4 separate regions of the Sus scrofa genome follow, and all the other regions are linked to region 3. A link is a contact called in public Hi-C and promoter capture Hi-C data. All regions are on one chromosome and are shown on one strand. The core of a region is the stretch at or near the end of the contact, and the rest is flanking DNA. Distances in the headings are between cores, read along the strand shown. Region 1 holds the start of TNK2 (activated CDC42 kinase 1). Region 2 holds the start of PAK2 (serine/threonine-protein kinase PAK 2). Region 3 holds the start of TCTEX1D2 (tctex1 domain-containing protein 2). Region 4 holds the start of CEP19 (centrosomal protein of 19 kDa).

What was found. Promoter capture Hi-C pulls out the DNA fragments that hold promoters and counts their contacts. A called contact is a pair of places that touch in the nucleus more often than the background predicts.
Region 1: a promoter capture Hi-C map of fetal liver shows a contact between it and region 3, with 3 times the contacts expected there. The contact joins the promoter of TNK2 here to the promoter of TCTEX1D2 in region 3. A contact is called at or near these places in 1 of 5 promoter capture datasets (fetal liver), 2 of 47 Hi-C or Micro-C datasets (embryonic fibroblasts and skeletal muscle) and 1 of 2 datasets of contacts at active chromatin or transcription factors (skeletal muscle).
Region 2: a contact with region 3 is called in a Hi-C map of heart right ventricle, with 2.4 times the contacts expected there. The contact joins the promoter of PAK2 here to the promoter of TCTEX1D2 in region 3. A contact is called at or near these places in 1 of 47 Hi-C or Micro-C datasets (heart right ventricle) and 1 of 2 datasets of contacts at active chromatin or transcription factors (alveolar macrophages).
Region 4: a promoter capture Hi-C map of liver shows a contact between it and region 3, with 4 times the contacts expected there. The contact joins the promoter of CEP19 here to the promoter of TCTEX1D2 in region 3. A contact is called at or near these places in 1 of 5 promoter capture datasets (liver) and 1 of 47 Hi-C or Micro-C datasets (liver).

Annotation. Positions count from the first base shown.
Region 1 is chr13:134,080,702-134,083,796 of Sscrofa11.1, reverse strand. TNK2 (activated CDC42 kinase 1) reads right to left here and starts at 1,531. Exons shown (of 13, transcript XM_021070192.1): 1 at 1,056-1,531. It also overlaps the pseudogene LOC106505774.
Region 2 is chr13:133,381,860-133,385,022 of Sscrofa11.1, reverse strand. It overlaps PAK2 (serine/threonine-protein kinase PAK 2), which reads left to right and starts at 1,517. Exons shown (of 16, transcript XR_002337855.1): 1 at 1,517-1,859.
Region 3 is chr13:133,772,759-133,776,096 of Sscrofa11.1, reverse strand. It overlaps TCTEX1D2 (tctex1 domain-containing protein 2), which reads right to left and starts at 1,549. Exons shown (of 5, transcript XM_021070165.1): 1 at 1,230-1,549. The coding sequence starts at 1,354.
Region 4 is chr13:133,418,304-133,421,315 of Sscrofa11.1, reverse strand. It overlaps CEP19 (centrosomal protein of 19 kDa), which reads right to left and starts at 1,299. Exons shown (of 3, transcript XM_005670114.3): 1 at 610-1,299. It overlaps PIGX (phosphatidylinositol-glycan biosynthesis class X protein), which reads left to right and starts at 1,127. Exons shown (of 6, transcript XM_005670119.3): 1 at 1,127-1,328. The coding sequence starts at 1,127.

The sequences.
Region 1 (3,095 bases), core at 282-2,781, 310 kb before region 3:
GGTCCATCTGACTCAGAGCCACTCCTTGGGCTGGGGGAGAGATGGGTCTCAGCTAAGGCCCTGAGACAGAGAGCAACTCTGCACCCACTCCTCCCGCAGGGCTAGAGAAGCAAGAACCCAGACAGGGCCAGGTAAGAGGTGAACAGCCCTAGGAAGATGAGGCCCACAAGTGGCCGACCAAGCCCATATGGGGCAGGAGCGAACAGGCTTGGCATCCAGGCCATGAGGGTCAAGAGGAAGCCAAATTTAGCCCCCACTCCTGTAAGCCCCACCTCTAAGCTGGGCTGGGAGCTGGCCCTGGCTGGTAAGGAACCCATAATGCCACAGCTGTCCATGTGGCCACCTCTACGGGGGTGGGCTGGGTCTGAGCCACAGAGGATGCCCAGAGTTGAGCACTGCAGATACCCTTTCCTCTCCCACACTTTCAGGTTGTGGTCCTCACCACCAGCAGCTCTTCGCCCTTTGGCCCACTATTCATCCTTGGCTCTGGGCCCTCAGTATTAATCAAATGTGACAAGAGGTGTGGCGGGAGCAGGTCAGGCTCGTGCCCAAGTCACTGGCTGCCACACTCATATCTCAGCTCACGTGGCCGACAGGGTTACAAGATAAGGTCCTCATAATGCAATGCTGCCCCTTCCCTTTTTTGGAACGTGTTTTGAGGACCTGAGGCAGCCTGTGCTGATTGCACCACCCCAGCTATGGCATGGAGGCACCCCTACCTCCACTGGTAGACTGGTGAAGGGGTGACTACCTCCTCTACAGCCTCAGCCTGGGGCTACTCCTCTCTTCCTCTGCCCAGGCCTGGCAGCCACCCAGACAGTCTCGCCACCAGTCTAGACTCTAAGGAAATGTCCCATCACTCCAGTTGGCATATACAGTACTGGGGGGAGGGGTCCTGCCTTGCTGTTGAAAACTGCACTGCTTCCTTCCTTGCCAGGTTTAAACACCGAGAAATAAAAAAAGGCAGTTTGGAGACCACGTTCTCCTGAGATAACTGCAGCCCCCTCCTTCCAAACACAATAATTCCAGCTGAGAAGAGAACTGGGCTTCCTTACCTGCTGCCTTCCACTGGCTCTCTTCAGACACAGCTTCTATGATGACCCGGCTGAGGCAGAAAAGGACCCAGCAGGACACTGCCTGCTATCCGACAGTGGCTTCCAAAGCTCCGAGGTTCTGCTGCCCACTCCCCAAACCCCTACATTCTTCGCTCACTTCGGCCCTGCCCGACCCTGGTGCTGAGCAGCCAGCCTCTGGGTTACCACCTCTCCTCCTCCTGCGCCTCCGGATTCTGTGTCCCTCAGGGGGCTCTTCTCCCTCCTGAGACCCCTTTCCGTCCAAGTATGTTTCCTGGACAGCCCGCACCACCTGCCCCTCCTGCACCCCAGGCAGCCAATTTGCTTCCTGCACCCCGAGGCGTCCCTCTCCCTCAGGCCCCCGGGGCCCCACTGGCCGGGCCCTCCCCACCACCTCCAGTCTCCTGCGTCGTGCCGGGGCTGCTCCGAGGACCACTGCCTCCCGTCTGAGATGCCCGCAGCTCTCCCAGTTCTGCTCCCCCAGCTCTCCGGAACTTTCAAGCTCCTCTCTGCGCTCCCAGGAGCGGTCCCCGAACTCGGACAGCTGCTCGGGCTGCTGCAGCAGCCTGCGTGGGCTCCCCTCCCCCCGTTCCTGCACCCCGGTGCGGGCCTCCCCCCGCTCCTGCACTGCGGGGCTGCCTCCCCCCTTCTCCTGGTGTTGCTTGCGGGGCCCCAGCCCCTCCTCCTGCACCACAGGCCAGCTCGCGGAGCCCGTCCACCGCGGAGGGTTCCTCCAGTCCGCGCCGTCCGGCGGCCCCCACACCACCCCAGGCTGGGCTCGTGGCCCCGGCCGCCCCGCTCCTGCACCCCCGGGCCCACCCCGCCCTCCTCCTGCACGACCGGACCCACGCCCCCCTGCTCCTCCACGCCGAGCTTCAGCCCGCGAAGCTGCTGCGGGCCCCAGCTAAGAACCCCGACCCGCTGCGGCTGTTGCTCCGGCAGCGCCGGGCTAAGCCCGCCGCGCTCCTCCTGCGCGCCCCGCCTGGGACCCCCCGCTGGCACTGCCCAGCGCACTCGCCTGCCCCCCAGAGGCCGCGCGGTCCCGCCCCTCCAGATGGTGCTGCCCTCCGCGCCCGCTTACAACGGCCCCCACCCGCCTCCTTCCGCCCCGTCCCCCGGGGAGGGGGCTGCGGGGCCGCGTTCTCTCCCGCTCAGCTCCCACGTCCCGGTCCCGGCCCCCAGCCCTAGCTTTTGGGCGTCAACGTCCGCCCGCCGGGCGCAGCGCCCTGCGCCGGCCCCCGCAGGTGCTGCGGCCCCGCGCGCCGGCCCGAGAGCCAGGAGCGCCCGCCCTCCTGCCGGAGTTCCTGGAGCCCGCCTGCGCCTGCGCCGCCCCAGGGGGGCGGAGCCCCGAAGGGTTGGCCCTCCCCCTTAAGGGGCCCTGTCCAGTTTACGCCTCCCTCTCCCCGGTCCCTAGTCCGCTCCCGCTCCCGCTTCATCCCTCCAGAGGTCCTGCTTGAACCTTCCTGTGGAGCAGAGGGAGAAGAGGTGAAGGGAGGAGTTCGCATTGAGAGATGTAGTCAACCAGGCCTATCGGAGGAGCACTGAAATAGGAGTCTCGAATTCTAAGTAGTTCAGCTACTGCTGAGTTGCCATTTGACAGTATAAAAAATTACTTCCCTCTGGCATCAGTTGCCTTGTTTTCCAAAATGAGAAGGCTGGATTGAAGAGTTTCCAGGGTCCCAATCCAGTGAGTGTTTTACTGCAGAGAACTCTAGTCCTAATCTCTCAGCAGCAGCCCAGAGGCTTATGAACCTGGGCTGGCCCTACTCTTTCCCTGGGGCCCAGGGAGAGGCCTATAACAGGCTTAGGCCTGGGGCACTTCCTGTTGGGTATACAGGTAGAAAGAGTCCCAGGCAAAGGGGGACTTCCTCCCTCCTCACTGTGTCCTCTTGGGCCTATGCCCTGAAAGGAGGAGAAAATTCAGAGCTCCTCTCTGGGAGAGTGAGAGTGCAGCCTGCAGGCTCAGATCCTAGCACAGCTGGAGGTGGTGAAGCTTCGAACCCAAAGGCTTAGGGCAACTTG
Region 2 (3,163 bases), core at 268-2,767, 390 kb after region 3:
CAGATCCTTAACCAACTGAATAAGGCCACGGATTGATCCCACAACCTCATGGTTCCTAGTCGGATTCGCCAACCACTGAGCCACGACGGGAACTCCCTTCCAGTCTATTCTTGGAGCATATAGCCCTTTGAGTTTTCCAGCCTTGTGCAGGATTGCAGTCCCAACTCCTTGAACAGGGCCAAGGCCTTGTCTTTGGTCTCTTGTCTCTTGTGCAGTCAGTAAAACCATGGAGATTTGAGATAAGTAGTTTCTTTCAACACAACTTTGGCTTCACTGACATGCTTACCCCTCCAATTTCTTGCTCTCCCTTTGGGTTGAGTGGGAGTTTGGAAATCTGTCAGAGGTACTTCTCTTTCTTAAAAGCTTAGTTATGCCTTTGAAAGGATGTTCTCTTTTATCCAGCAATGTGTTTTTAATAGTGGGGGCTGTTTTTCAAGTTATCTAATAGTGTGCCATATTGCTCCTTGAATCTTTTCTCTCGTACTTTCCACATCAGTTGAGTTTTTTGCTTCACATCTATCAAAAGAACATACCCATTCTCCATTTTCACTGCTATCTCTTATGACAGTCATGATTACTGCCTCCTTTCTTCATTCCCTTCTATTCTTGAAAACCCAGAGTCCATTCTCCATGTAGCAATCTAGTGACCTTAAAGTATAAACCAGGAAACCTTCCTTCCCTGCTTACAGCTCTTTAATAGCTTGTTGGAATAAAATCCAGCCTTCTTACCATGTCATTCAGGATCCTCTCTGACCTGAATCTTGTCTCCTCAGGTGTTTTTTCACACTGCGCTACTCTTCTTGCACTAACTCCAGTTACACAGACCCTCTTAACTGACCTTAGAAAGTCCCCCCCCACCTCCTTCTGCTTGTAATGCTTTCTCCTGGGAGTTTCTCATGGCTGTCTCTTTCTGTTCTCAGCTTAAATGTCACCTCCTTAAAGATGCCTTCTCTGGCCAACTTATCCAAAGAAATCATCCTAGTTTTTTCTTCATACCAGGTATCACTATTTTAATTATTGTGTTTTCATATTTGTAAGTTACACAAAGTGACTTGTGTTCACCCTTGTATTCCTGATACCCAGCAGTGTCTGGTACAAATTAGACACCAAAATATTTGTAGAATTAGTGAACACATTGATGAACTCCTCCTCCTCCATGAATAAAACAGAGGCATTAATTTGCAAGGAGGCGCGACTTAATTTAGCACCAAAATACATTAATAAGAGTTGTAGGTAAAGGGCAAAATGGGTAACGGATGAATTCCCAGAAACAAATGTCTTAGAGCAGGTTCATATAATAACAGTTGTCTTTCAGCGTCTTTGGTTGGCACAGACCTGAGTGGAGACAATGCTGAATTACACGAGGCACTGGCTGTCTCTGTCAATAAAAAGAATACTAGAGATGGAGGGAGGGAGGAAAAGAAGAGAGATAAGAGGCACACATCTCTAAACTACAACTCCCAGCAGCCTCCGCGTTTGCCTGCCCACTGGGAGGCGGTGCCTGTCTCCGCCCGGTGGAGCTCCCGCCTTCGGCCCCGCCCCTGCCCGCTCCCCGCCGTCGCCCTCCCCCAGGGTTGTGGCCACGCGCAGCGGCAGCGGTTGTTCCGCTTCCCCTCTGGCCTGGGCCGTCGCCATTGCCGAAGGCTCCCTGCCCTCCCCTCCCGGCGCCCGCGGGGCTCGGCGGCCGCCCGGCCTAGCAGTAGAAGCCGCGGCGCTCCAGCGCGGCTCCACTTCCCGCCCCGCTTCCCCTTCCCTCCCCTCCCCGCCCCGCGTCGCTCTCTTGCTCGGGGCGGCTCCTGATCCCGCCAGGAGCTCGGCCGGAGGCTCCTCGCTGGGGCGGGGACCTTTCCTCGCCTGGGGTAAGTGTGCAGACAGGCCGGGACGCGGGCCGTCGCTCTCCTTCCTCCTTCCTTCTCCGCGGCCTGGCCGGCGCGAGCGGCCCGGGGCAGCTGACCTGCCCCGCGCGGGGCCGGGAAGCCGCCACCTGCGTGCCTGGAGCGGCAACTCTTGGGGCGGTGGCTCATTGTCTGCGCCCTCGGGCTGTTTTCTTCTCCGGTTTTAGCCTGAAATGGGAAGCTTGCTAGGCTGGTGAGTTCTGACTCTTCCTGGACCCGGCCCTGCCCTGAACCGTGTCGCGCCAATCTCTGCTCTCTGTCGATCTCCCTTCCCTCGCGTTTCAGCCTTCTCTTTTTCTCCATTTACTTTAGTGTTCGACTCACCGTTTCGGGGTTTTTAACTCGATTTTTTGTCTCTTACCGAGTTCCAGCCCCACCTTGCTACCTTTGGTCATCCCAGTTTCATTGCTTAGGCATATTGTCTGTAGTCCCCTTACTGGTTTCTAAACTGTAATCTGTGATATCTTCCATATTCCGGATCAGTAGAAACTATAGTTTTCCGAGGGTTTGAGGGCCTCCGCTTGATAACTGAGCTTTCGTATCTTCTCGTGATTCTTTGATCTTCAGCCAGGAGATGAATATTTGCTTCCTTAGGTAACTTAGGTGAAGGTTAGCTTTCACCATGTTTGGCTTTCTTTAAAATAACACACACATGCAAAACGGTACCGAAAATTCCTCAGCGGACTCAACTTTTTGACTAATTCTTTAAAGATAGAGTCATCCAAGAACTGAAGATTGGAAAGCAATTGCCATTGTTGTCAGTTGTCGTGGGGTTGTACCCGTCCTTGTCTCTTATCTTTAATGGAAACACTCTGGACAGTGAGAGCGTGATTTCTTTCCTCCTTGATGAATAATGCCAACTCCCATTGGTATAATTATCACAGTTTTGTCTTACAAGTGATCTATAGTTTTTTGTTTTCTTTTTAAAGCTCTGTTAAAAGACAATCAAAATGGTTAGGCCTAAAATTAGACTACGACGAGCAGTGTTTTGGATCAAGGTTGTGCACGTCACGTTTTTTCCCCTCCTCTGTTTGACTCTTCCGCTCTTGTAAGTAGGCAGGATATTGAAATGTAGAAGAATTTGCTCTGGGGGTTTGTTTTTGTAGGGTTACTCAAAAGAATAACATTAAATAAAGTTAGATTGTGATGAAGGCAGTGAATAGTAATTTTTAAAGCAGGTTAGAACTTGTCAACTTTGCCAGAAGCTCTGCGGCATTTATAAAACACACTTATAATAACTTCTACATGTTTTATATATGTGTATTTAA
Region 3 (3,338 bases), core at 300-2,799:
TGCAACCTACACCACAGCTTACGGCAATGCCGGATCCTTAACCCACTGAGCGAGGCCAGGGATTGAACCCGCAACCTTATGGTTCCTAGTCGGATTCGTTAACCACTGAGCCACAATGGGAACTCCAACCAAAATGTTTTAAATGTTGAGCTTATAATGTGGTTTAGTATTTGGTAGTACTAGTGGCCCCTTATTACTTTCTAACAGTATTCTCTTCAGTCTCTTGCCAGCTCATTCTTACAGGTGAACTTTAGAATCATGGACAAATTTCTAGGTTTGATCTGTTCAAAATATGATCTTCCTATTAACAAACATCCTATATCTGGCTCTTCCCTTAAGCCTTTTCCACTCTCAGTAAAATGTTAAAAGTTTTCTTCAAACAAGTCACACATAATCTTACAGGACTATTCCTACATAATACATATTTGTTGTTAATCTCGTTCTGTTTTACAACAGAAACACAGGTGAATGGCATTCTATGCATTTAGACTCTTTTACCAAGATAATTGAACATTTTTTTAAATGTCCCTTCTGCTCTCCAGAAAACTGCTATTACATTTACCACATTGTAACCAAAGTTCTTGGCTTGCAGTATTTGCCAGGCATTTGACTCAGGAAGTAGTTTCAAATAACAGAGGAGGGGCTTGGGAAAATCTTTTTTTTTTATTAATTTACATTTTTATCTGTGGAAATGAAGTTAGTGACGGATCCTAGAGCCCTAACTAACTGTCCTCTGCACAAGACTTTGTGCCTTAATTCTGGGAAGGTATTGGGGTAGCAGGCCAAAGGCCTCTAGATACTATCTAAGACAGGTCCCCTGCCCTGCAAAGAAGTTAGCGCATTCTGGCATATGTGTGCACACAGCAACCCTCAAAACATGGCCGAATGTTGTTTTCTGCCCCTCTCTTTATTCCATCCATCTCGATTCCTTTGTGCCCACTTTCTGAATCTCCCAGAGTCAACACCCACCGCACTAGTCTAAGGCGGTCCCGGCGCTCTAACACTGCACCTGCAGGTCTGATCCTCTGCTGCCCCCTGTAGCTAGAAGCTCAAGGAGAACAGCGCCCCTCTCTCCCTGTCCCCAAGCTCCGTCTCTAGCCCCGCCCCCCTCCAGTCCCGCCCCGCCCCCGCCCCACCCCCTTCCCAAGGCCCAGGCTACCAGGCGAGCTCTGCCTGTTGGAGGCAGACGTCTCAGGGGTCGCCCCCGCAACATCCCGTTCGCTACCCGCCTTTGCTGGAAAATGGGCCGCAGAATGTAGGTGTTCTCCGACTCCCCGGCGGTCTTTTCAGTCTCAGGCAGCCCATCGACCGCAGAGAAGGACGCGCCCACAGAAAAGGACTGGGAGACCGACATGGCTTAATCTTCTTCGCCTCCGTCTTTCTCGCGAAGAGGGCTTAGCGGGTGGCCGTACGGAGCTGGGAAACCGTCGCCAGGGCACCGTCGCCAGGGCGACAAGGCCGCCTTTGGCCCTGACGTGACGCGGCCCCGCGCTCGGCGCTGTGTGGCCCGCCCTTCTCAGCGGGCTCTCGCCAGCCTCCGCCCCGCGCCTGCGCACCAGGTGCTGGACCGGAACTGATCATGTTGAGTGACCTTAACTTCGGAAAAGAGTGGTTTGTCTCTCTCGGTTTTACAAAGCACTTCAGCAGACGGCAGCTCTTACTAACCGCGCTGCAATCTTAGGAAGTGACAGAGAATCTGAGGCCCTAGGAGGTTCGAGATTACACAACTAGTAAGCGGCAGGTGAAGTAAGCTGGACCCTGTGAGGGGTTCCAGTGACAGATCCTCTGTTTCGCATTTCTTGTGAAAAAACTTTAGTCTCCTGTGTCTCACTGAGTCCCAAAGAAATGATCCCAACAGTTAATGATTAGAAAAATGGAAAAGCAGGCATGGAGAAAAAGCAGTCAAGCAAGAAATTATAAAGAGATACAGGATTCCTATTTTCTCCTTGAGGGATTCGGATGCACTTTCTAAAGTTGTTTCTACAGACACGCAAGACCCCGCTAGATGACAATTTATGACCGCAAACGCATAGACCACGGACTAGTTGGAGCCCGAGATTCTCGACGATTGAGGTTCCTGAAACTTCCTTCTGTTGTCACATCACTAACTAATCAGAAGAATGTCGACGACCTGTTCATGAGCCCTGTGACCCTCACCCTTAATGTCGTCTTAAAAGCCGTTGGAAAATTTGCGTCTTTTAAGCACTAAAATAACACTGTGCGTTTCTACTCCACAACCCAGCATCACTAGATTAGCTTTGCTGAGCTTTGAGCAAGGGGACCCAAGTTTCTTTAGGTAACATAGAGACCTGACCCTCATCAAAAGTCTTCAAACTCCGGCCCACAGGCCAAATCCAGCCTTCACCCTGTTTTGTGCAACTTGTGAACAGGTTTTATATGTTTAAATGGTTGGGAAAAAATCAAAAGAATAATATTTCATGATAAGTGAAAATTACAGGAAACTTCAATTTCAGTCTCCATAAAGTCTTATTGTAACACAACCGTGCTCACTTATATATTGTGGAGTTTTTGTGCTATACTGGCAGAATCAAGCAGTTGTAAAAAGAGACCATGTGGCCTTCAAAGTCTAAAACATCATCTGTCCCTTTACAGAAAAAGTTCGCAGTGTCCTGCTCTAATCCATAACTGCCAACCTGTAGTTCTCCCAGCCTCATGTACACTCCTGATACAGGGCAAAAGTCAGAAAGGAGCAGACTTAAGATGCATTTCCTGCTTGTGAGCACCAGTCCCTGGTTCTGTTTTAGAAAGCTGTGTGGGGAAAAAAAAAAAAAAGAAAAAGAAAGCTGTGTGATCCTGCTAGCCTCAAAAACTAAGAAAAGAAATTCTCCCAATATCCCTCTTGACCAAAGCTCCCTAAGTGGGAGAGAAGGAGGTCCTCTGCGTTCTCAGTTCCACATCTAAGGAGCTGTGGCATCACAGTACTCCTCCACCCACACCATCCTGTGTCTTCCCTCCATGCTCTTTTTCTTTTTTTCATTACTCAATGAATTTATTACATTTATAGTTGTATAATGTCCCCTCCATGTTTTTGAGTATTCTTTTCCCTCAGCCTTTCCTTCCTTCTCTGCTAGGCTAACCATTTCAAGAATCAGTTCAGATACATCTGAAGCCTTCCTTCATCTCTCACAGATCCTCTCCTTAGTGGTGCCTTGTCCCTCCAAGCACTCCTTATACCCTTATCATATGACAATCAAATTATTGGTAGATGTTTTTCCCTAAATGGCCATGAGATCTTCAAGGACAGGGCAGGGTCCAAGGGCAAGCACCATGTCTCAGTCATTTTTGAATTCACAGCATGCATGGCAGTGCCAAGTACA
Region 4 (3,012 bases), core at 50-2,549, 350 kb after region 3:
CTGGACCCCTACCCTGGGAACCTCCATATGCCGAGGGTGCAGCCCTAAAAGGACAAAAAAAAAAAAAAAAAGATGTATTCACATGATATTCAGTAATGTAGTTTTTTGACTATACTCTTTTCTTTTTACAATTAAACTTTTATTTTTACTAAGTAATGTTAGTATTCTGTTTAAACGTAATATAATTCCATAAGGCGTATAATAAAAAACTGTGGTCCTCTGCCCTTCCCCTCTCCAATAGGAAAATAGTTTCAATTCTTTTAAGCGTTTCTTCCAAAATTTATCTCCATATTTCTTAACAGCATGCTTACACTGCTATTTTCAGTTGTAGGTAATATCTTCTGACATCTTTTCCCTCTTTAAGACATCTGTCCTAGAGCTCTCTGTTCTGCTCCAATCTGCATTGGATACTCTCTACTTTGCTTATAGATTTAATCCATAAGACAAAGGACATATTTACTCAGCTCTTCTTCCTGGACATTAATCCCTTTCTCCAGGGATCAATGACGGGCAAAATCTTAACTTAAAAGTGTACGGGTTTTGCCATCAGGTAGACGACCCTCTTTCTACCCACGTCCCCATTAGGGCAAGGCTGATGTTCTTACCTACCCATAGAGACGTAGAGAAAGTGCGTCTTCTGCAGGCCAACGTCTAAAACCTCCGCAAGCAGGTTGTTTTCCCCAACCGCATTGCACAGAAGAGTTCTAAATTTAATTTTGAGGGCCGGGCAGAGCCTGGCGCTGCAGAAAGGCGACAGCCATAGCTCCAAAGACGTGACTGTAGGGTGAAATCCTCAGCAGGAGGACCGCATCCGCAAACACTTGCAAGTGGAGAAAGACGCAGAGAGCTCGGCTAGCCGACTAGCTGAACAACGTGCGGGAACCCGGGTCGGGCTGAGACCACCAAGAGATTCCCAAAGCAACAGCCCGGGCGCATGTCACGGCGCTTGCGCTGTTCCTCGCCCCGCCCCCAACCAGCAGGGCGAGGGCGTGGACGGCGAGGGGGCGGGGCCATTGCCTGCCGCGAGGCCGGAACTTTCGCGGGCCTAGGCTCCCGGGAGCCGAGCAAGAGCGGGACAGCAGGCGTGCGCGGAGGGAGTCTTCCGTTCAGGTCGCTAACTCTGTGACAGCGCGCTCTAGGAGCGGAGCAAGGCTTGTGTAGGTTCTCACGACCGCATTTGGTCCCCGAGCATTCTTCCCAGGTGCGCGTTTCCGGCGTCCTGGCTACCGCGGCTGTAGCCGGCCGGGCCGTGGCCTGGCTCTTCCTCTGGGAGGTGGCTGGGCTCACCTCTGCAGACCCAGTCTTCAGCACGGCCCCCACCGACGCTGGTAAATGGAGGGGCGGGGCTTCGGGGTGGGGGGCGGGATTTAGGGCTGAGCGGGTAGGGAGCAGGCTGAGATCCGGTGTCCTCTCCTTTCCACGGTTGCAGAGGTATTTCACTTTCCCCTGGCTCGCGACACTAGAACTGTAGGTTGAGCTGCACAAAGTTAAAAACAAAGGTCACAAGCAGCTGCAGCGTAGGTGGCAACTATGGCTCGGATCTGATCCCTGGCGGGGCGGCCAAAAAAAAAAAAAGCGAAAGAGGCCGAAATCCTCTTGCCTATCCGCTGCCCCGATTGCGTGGCTTCTGGTTCTCTAGAGAGTCAGGCTTTGGCGTTCTGAAACGGGACTGGCCTCACTATTACTAAAACATTGTACAGGTAGTACCGTCGTGAAGCGTCTTAATGCTCTTGGGATGCATGAAGCTTCTGACCACCAGGGGACCAGCAAGGGCCTCAGTGTGAGAATCCCAATCTAGAATTATAGAGGTTCGCGAGGCGTGGAAAGGGGAGGACAACTAGCTTCGTTTTAAAAACATTTTACTGATAGACCGTATTGGGCTGGGGTGTCTTTCTGATTCAGGGCTGGGTTAAGCGAGTTGATACCCTTCTTTGGGCCCAAGTCCGTGGGCAGGAGCTCTGTGCTAGGTGCTGTGTATCCAGCCCTTGCGGAGCTTGCAGTGTAGTAGGGAAAATGGATATGTGCAGTAGTAATTACAATAAAGGGATGACGTTTGATAGAGAAAGTCAGTAAAAACCAGGTGAGTTCTCCATCAGTAAAAGGAAAGTGTTAGATTAGTACCTGTCAGTCAGTGCAGTTCTGCTCTTTTGTTTGTTTGTTTGTTTGTCTTTTTAGGACTGCACTGGCAGCATATGGAAGTTCCCAGGCTAGGGTCGAACCTGAGCTGCAGCCGCTGGCCTACACTGCAGCCACAGCAACGTGGGATCCTACCTGCGTCTGGAACCTACACCACAGCTCATGGCAACACCGGATCCTTAACCCACTGAGCTCGGCCAGGGACCAAACCCAAATCCTCATTGGTACTAGTCAGGTTCCTTAACCCCTGAGCCACGATGGGAACTCCCCAGTTCTACTTTTTTGTGTTTCCATATTAAGTCCCAAATTTATTTGAAGAGAGGATTATTAGGCCCAAAAGAATTTTTAAACACTCGACTTACTGATATCTAAAAGGCTCTTCCAACAATGGCATTTTGTGATTAAAAATGGGTCATTTTGGGGAGTTCTGGTCGTGGCGCAGTGCAGATGAATCCGACTAGGAACAGTGAGGTTTCCGGTTTGATCCCTGGTCTTGCTCAGTGGGATAAGGATCCGGTGTTGCTGTGAGCTGTGGTATAGGTTGCAGACGAGGCTCGGATCCCACGTTGCTGTGGCTCTGGCGTAAGCCGGTGGCTACAGCTCCGATTCCACCCCTAGCCTGAGAACCTCCATATGCCACGGGTGTGGGGTGTGGCCCTAAAAAATAAATAAAAATGAGTCAATTTTCAGAGCCAGTTTAGGCCACAATAACCAAGTAATATATTTAAATTTTTTTAAATCAAAGTATCATTGATTTATAATGTGCCAGTATCTCTCAGTGGTTAATGAATCCGACTAGGAACCATGAGATTGCGATCCTTGGCTTTGCTCAGTGGGTTAAGGATCTGGTGTTTCTGTGAGTTGTGGTGTAGGCCG